2 separate regions of the Rattus norvegicus genome follow, and region 1 is linked to region 2. The links are chromatin contacts, called in public Hi-C maps. All regions are on one chromosome and are shown on one strand. The core of a region is the stretch at or near the end of the contact, and the rest is flanking DNA. Distances in the headings are between cores, read along the strand shown. Region 1 overlaps Fchsd2 (FCH and double SH3 domains 2). Region 2 holds the start of Fchsd2 (FCH and double SH3 domains 2).

Evidence for each region. Hi-C and Micro-C count contacts between places; a contact is called where the count stands out from the background.
Region 1: a Hi-C map of liver shows a contact between it and region 2, with 2.2 times the contacts expected there. The contact joins the enhancer-like site here to the promoter of Fchsd2 in region 2. A contact is called at or near these places in 9 of 12 Hi-C or Micro-C datasets (the A7r5 cell line, the Rat2 cell line, Schwann cells and 4 more) and 1 of 1 datasets of contacts at active chromatin or transcription factors (oligodendrocytes).

What each region holds. Positions count from the first base shown.
Region 1 is chr1:165,027,764-165,030,852 of GRCr8, reverse strand. All of the region lies in intron 8 of Fchsd2 (FCH and double SH3 domains 2), which reads right to left. Among named protein-coding and RNA genes, the nearest start is that of Atg16l2, 86 kb to the left of the region's middle. Within about 2 kb of position 1,447, at least 13 of the 93 cell types and tissues checked have an H3K27ac peak or open chromatin away from gene starts, as enhancers often do. A contact at or near this core is called in liver, where this site is marked.
Region 2 is chr1:164,869,143-164,872,338 of GRCr8, reverse strand. It overlaps Fchsd2 (FCH and double SH3 domains 2), which reads right to left and starts at 1,499. Exons shown (of 20, transcript NM_001395742.1): 1 at 1,024-1,499. The coding sequence starts at 1,044. It overlaps LOC120097346 (a long non-coding RNA gene), which reads left to right and starts at 1,902. Exons shown (of 5, transcript XR_005494596.2): 1 at 1,902-3,196.

The DNA.
Region 1 (3,089 bases), core at 198-2,697, 160 kb before region 2:
GTATAAATTTCCTGGAACTTGCTCAAAGAGGAAAATTATGATGAGCTAGGAATTAGGAGAAAAAAAAAAACATGCGATTTTTCTAAGTATTTGATGTAATTTCCCCTTAAGAGAGAACTTTAAACAGTGGCCTCCTTATTTAGATTCAGGAAGGTCAGATTCTGTACTCAGCATTATGCTGAGATCTTCCTTCAAGCAGACTAGAAAAACAAGCTCTTCTTTTTCTGAGACCAGTGGGTATTTCTAAAATAGTGCTGGGCAAAAGTCAAGGAAATAAATATCAAGATGATAAATGTGAGCTGGCTTAAAATTAAATCATGGAATCCTTCAGTCCTCCTCTGCTGATACTGGAAGAAAAACACTGGTCGCCAACTTGCTTTTGTTTATTTTTTCAGAAGTCCCCAAATTGTAAGAGTAAATAACAAAATAACATTTTATAAATCTAAAAAAATAAAAGCAAGTTCTGGGCTGCATTTCTTAAGTGTAAATATCTTAACCCATGGCTGCATTTGTCGAGTGATATGAAATAAAATTAGGAATACCTTATCTAGTTTTATACTTGGTCATTTTACTTAAAAGCTCTGAGCTACTTTAGGTTCTGCGAAGAGGAAGCAAATAAGATAACTTTTCATCTGAATTACAAAGCAAAGCAAGGAAAAAGTCTAACACTGCTTTTTTAAAATTTGTGCTCTCTACTGAGTACCCATTGGCAGGAAGAGAAGTCAGGATGTGAGGTTTGCCCAACTACTATGGCCATCTGCAGTCTGTTGCAGTCCTGGAAAACATAGGCTGCAAGGCCACTGGAGCATGAGACAAGAGCAAGTCTCCTACCACACACACAAGCGTTAAAATCCCCGCTTCACCATGACTTAGCAATATCACTCTAGAAAACACTCACGCTTCCTGAACGTTCCAGATTGAATGAAGTCTAAAAGAATGCTACCCATAAAAAGATGGTTATTAAAATAATAAAACTGAACTATTTTAACCAGAAAACTTCAATGATTTCCCACTTACCATAGTAAAAGAACTGAGTGACAGACTTGGTTTCTGCGTCTGAGTCTGTCATGAGTTTGTGTAATGTAATTTTTCATTCTATTTCTCACCAAAAAACTGAAATAATAGCTTTCCATAGAATCTGTTAAGTCCTTTATGTGCTATTTTAATTACCTTATTTCTTTCACCATGTTTTTGTTAATGATGTTTGTAGCATGTGTCTGGAAGTTACAAGTAGCATTTTATTTCAAAACAATCTGGTTTGGATTAATACAGCACAATACTAGCAGCATTTGAAAATGGAGCAATGTTGCTCCATTTTCTTCCCCTTTCTGGTTATTACTACTGTGCAAAGCATGTCTACATTTAAGTCATCACAATGCTTTATAACTGCTTATGCAGTGACTTCTCTCTCTCTCCCTCAGGTTTCACGTGGTCAAGGCTGGTCTTGAGCTTCTTATGCAACTTAAATTTCTTTCCTTTTTCCTGCCCTGAGTCAACGTCTCTCTATGTAGTCCTGGTTGTTTTGAAACTTGCGATGTAGAGTAGGCTAGCCTCCAACTCACTAGGACCTGGGTGCCTTTGTCTCCTGAGGGCTAGAATTAAAGGTCTGTGCCACCAGGCCAGGCCGTGGACTTGAATTCTTAATTCTCCTGCCTCCACCTCTCAAGTGCTAGGGTAAGAGACATATACTTCTGCACCAAACCTTATGCATTGTCTTTGAAAGCAGACCAGTATTAACCACTTATTCTTGCACAGGATAATTGCAACATATTTACCTCTAAGTTCACAGACTCTTACTAGCTCAGTTTTGTTGCCAAATCCTCTCAGTATTTATCTGTTTGGGTAGTGCTGAGGGATACAACCTAACACTTTAACACATTAGAGAAATGCTCTACTGCTAAGCTAAACTCCAGCTCAGTTACTTTATTTTTTTTTCTTTCTCAAGACAGGATTCTACTGTGTGGGCCTGGCTGTCTGGGAACTTACTCATTAGACTAGGCTGGCCTTAAACTCAAAGATGTCCATGGGCCTCTGTCTCCCAGCTGATTATTTCACTTTTAACTTTTGATTCACCTTAATAATTCATTCTCCTTATTGATATTTTTTAAAAATTTGGTGAACCTTAATTTTATATTCTCCTTCTGCTCTTTAGACATAATTAATTTTAGTTTTCTGAACATGTTAGAATAAGCAATTTAAAATCAGTGTTCAAGTAGATTTCAAAAATAAAGTTCCCCGGGAACAGTTTTATACTTAAAAACATTTTCTCACCTGTCTGTCTATCTGTCCATCGTCCTTCCATTCACCTATCTATCATGAATGTGTAATAATGTACGTATGGAAGTCAGTAAGCAACTTTCTCCTCATGTGGGTTCTGAGGCCTGAGCTCAGATCAACTTGGCCGGAAGTACCCTTGCCAATTGAGCCATCTCAATGGCTCAACATTGTTTATTGACTCCTTTTTTCTTGTGCATGGACCACCTATTCTTGCTTTTTACAGGTCTCAAAACTAGTTAGTAATCAAAAGAGATGGAGGACACTTCCTACTCATCAAAGAAAAAAATACATCAAGAGGATGCCTCAGTTCTGAACATCTATGCCTCAAATACAAGGGTACCCACATTTGCAAAAGAAACATTAAAATAAGCTTACATGACACAATGAACGCCAATAGTGGGAGACTGCAATACCCTACTCTCACCAATCAACAGGTCATCCAGGCAATAACTAAACAGAGAAATAATGAAACTAAAATTTATAAGTCAGATGGACCTAACAGATATCTACAGAACCTTTCATCCAAACACAAAAGAATATACCTTCTTCTCAGCACCTCATGGAACCTTTTCCAAAATTGACCATATAATTGGTTACAAAGCAAGCCTCAACAGATACAAGAAATACTGCCTTGTATCTTATCAGACCACCATGGATTAAAGCTGGACTTCAACAACAGAATCAACATAAAGCCTACGAACACATGGAAACTGAACAACTCTTTATCAATGATCTTTGGGTCAGGGAAGAAATAAAAAAGAAATTAAAGACTTTCTAGAATTCAATGAAAATGAAGACACAACATGCCCACA
Region 2 (3,196 bases), core at 250-2,749:
CCACCAAAGCAAAGCTACATGGAGACCTGGGGTACACGTGCAGGGGGAAGGGGGAGGATCAGTAACTAGAAAAAAAAATCAGATTAAGAAAGGAAAAGAAAAGGAAACATAGATGAGTTACTCATAAGGCAAATGTTTGCCCACAAGGGAAGGATTTAACTGTCTCTACCCACTGTTCAGAGTAGATACCTAGTATCCATCTGAAAGATTTAAAGAGACAGGACACTGCCTTAGCAGTGCGGAAAGGTGTAGAAGGGAGCAGCTGGGAAGCTGCTGACAAGCCCCAGAGCACCTTCACTGCCACCTAGGCCATCTAAACCCCAACCGTAGGGCTCAAGCCACATCGCCAGGTTCTGGCTTTCCTACTGGGAGCTCTGCTGTTTCCCTGGCCTCCTAGCCCGAGGCGGGGCAAGAGGGATGGGGGGGGGGGGGGGTTAGCAGGACCCGTCAATCCTTAATTTGCTTTCCCTTGGGGTGGGAGGGCGGAGACCGTTCCAACTTCTTTTCCGCAGCCCCGTGGGAAAAAAGACAGGCCAAATCTTGGGGCTAGACTTGAAACAAATCCCCCCGCGAATTTGCCAATGGGTGGAGTGTCGACAAGCGACTGGAGGGCTCGAACCTGGCGCAGACTAAACAATCCGTCACGCACAAGGCTCTGCAAATCTGCAGGGGCTCCCCCGCCTCTCCTCGGTGCAGCTCTGAGAATGCACTTTGCTCTGGGCAGCACTGCCATGCAGACAGACACACACTTGCATGCCCGAAAAAAACTCTAGCGAATGTCTAGGGGGGAGGGAGGTGTCTTCCCTAGTACAGAGAAGCACTGGCCGCCCCTCCGTCAGAAAGACACCCCACACACGCGACCCCCTGCCTGGAGCGGGCGGCAACTCTGACAAGCCAAGAGGCTAGAGTGGTCTTGGCCCCTTGCGGGAAGGGGGAGGGGGCGCAGCGGTCGCCCCAGCCGCGTTCTTTGTACGCACCACCACCCCCCAAATCTCCAAAGCCCACCGCCAGCTGCGCCCTTACCTTCCTCGGCGGCGGCTGCATGATGCTGAAGGGACATCAATCCTCCGCCCACCCCCGACGGCGGCGTTTAAAAGACTGTGAGGGTGAGGAGGGTTGGAGAAAAGGGGGCGGCCCAGCAAGCTGCAGGGCGCGCGCGTGTGCGTGTGTGAAAGGAGAGCCTGAGAAGGAGAAGGAAGAGGAATCAATCGGCCCAGAGGCTGCGAGGCAGGCGAGCGGCAGGAGCACCCGGGTCGCAGCAGCGAGTGTGGAGAGAAGGAGGAGCGCGGGGAAGGCCTGGGGCCCGGGCGGCCCGGGGGGTGTGTGAGGAAAGGAGGCGGAGACGGCCAGGGGGCGGGGGCCGCGAGCAGGGGCGCTGGGGGGCTCGCCGCTTGCCCGGCGGCTGAGGAGGAGCGGCCGCGTCGTCCGCGCTCGCCGCCTGCCGCGGCCCGGCTGCAGCTGGCTGACGCGGCGGCCCCCCACCCACTCTGGCAGCCCGGCCCTCGCGGTGCCCAACGCCCCCGCCCGGCCCGGGAAGGAGGAAGGCGGCGCCGCGCTCCCCGCTAGAGCTCCGCCAACCACTCAGGCCGCGGGAATTTCCGGCCCCGGCGCGGGCCACAGCGCCCCGCTCCGGCTGCAGAGGGATGTGCTTCGGGCCACCGCCTGCTTCAGGATGGGAGGGGGGAGCCAGGCCGCGCTACGGGGCTCCAGATCTCGGTGTGAGAAAGGGGGAAGCTTAATGGATTTTTCGGTAGAGAGGAAGGGTGGGAACGGGAACGGGACTCGAGAAATACCCTAGTTCCCTCAGACGATGGAACGTTCCAGACGCTTCCCTTCCTCCCTCCCCCAACACCGAGAAGGCAGCTGGGGGCTTCCCGCGCGCCTTCCCGCCAGCCTGCTGGGGCGCGCGACTCCTCCCGGGAGCGCGCACGTGGGAGGGAGAGGGCTCTGCTCCGACGCACGCGCACAGGCCGCCCCCGCCTCCTGCATGCATCTGCAGCTGCACAGTTTGTGTGGGAATTGGCATGAGTAGAGGGGGGCTAGGCTCATAGTGGGATTGTTTGCGATAAGGAAGGAGGTAGCTAAGAGAATTCGGGATTTTTGCTTCCTCTCAATCCCTCAGTTGTACCCTCCCTCCTAGTCAGCTAAATGTGCACTGAGATTTTAGCCTGAATAAGTCCTTTTACAACTGACCGCAGGTGCCAGACCTATGCCATTGGAGGAGGGCAGGTGAAAATAACCTAAAATCGCCAGGCAAAGGAACGAATGGCCCTCTATTCCAGAGTACTTAGCCAGACATCGTGGAGTCGACTGGGGGAAAAAAATGAAAATCTCTTGAGTCGGCAACTCCCATATCACAGATAGGAAGGCTAGTGTCCTCAGAGAATTGGAGACGCCCTCAAGGTCACATGGCATGACTAGAATCCTTGAGTCAGGAAGGGTTATTTGGGATATAAGAAACAAGCAAGGGCTGTGTGTGAGGAGGGGTATGTTGCGAGGTGTTAGGGTGCATACCTAGCAGCCAGGGAGGCCCTGGGTTCATCACTAGCATGGCAGAGGAAAGAAGGAATAGGTGGAGATTTAAGAAGCATAGAGAGACAGCAAGGGCCACGGAGGAAACCTCTGAAGGAAGTCGTTGTCTGGAAAGGAGGACTTCTAGGTCAACCCGCTTTGACTGTCCTGAACTAGTTGGATGAACTCAACCTCATCTGACAGTGACAATGCTCATTCTCAGCAGGGTCCCATCAGGTACCTTCTTGCTCTGTCCAGACCACCCGAGGAGTACCAGGCTCCTTCTGGGTTGCTTGGAATAGTGGAAAACCCTCTTCCTCATTCTTCAGCACTAGCTTTGAGCCACAGATCCATACACAGCCACAGTATGGACTGGATCTCCCCCTCCCCCACTTAATTCAGAACTTGAAGTCCCAGATAGCTGTTCTCAGTTTGCACTCAGTTCCGGCAAAAAAGGAAGGTCAATGAAACGAGACTAGACCAACATGTCTCACCAGATAACCTACCGACTCCGTGACCAGAAGGTGGACTTGGACCCAACTGTTTTACATCGAGTTAACCCTCATTCTAACAGCGGAGTCAGAGTTGAGAGCTGTGTATAAACTAGAAAGCCTTCTCTACTATTTCTGGTTTCCTTGAAGCCATTTGCCACCTGTGTCCTCATTCAGATCCAGGAAGGCCTGGG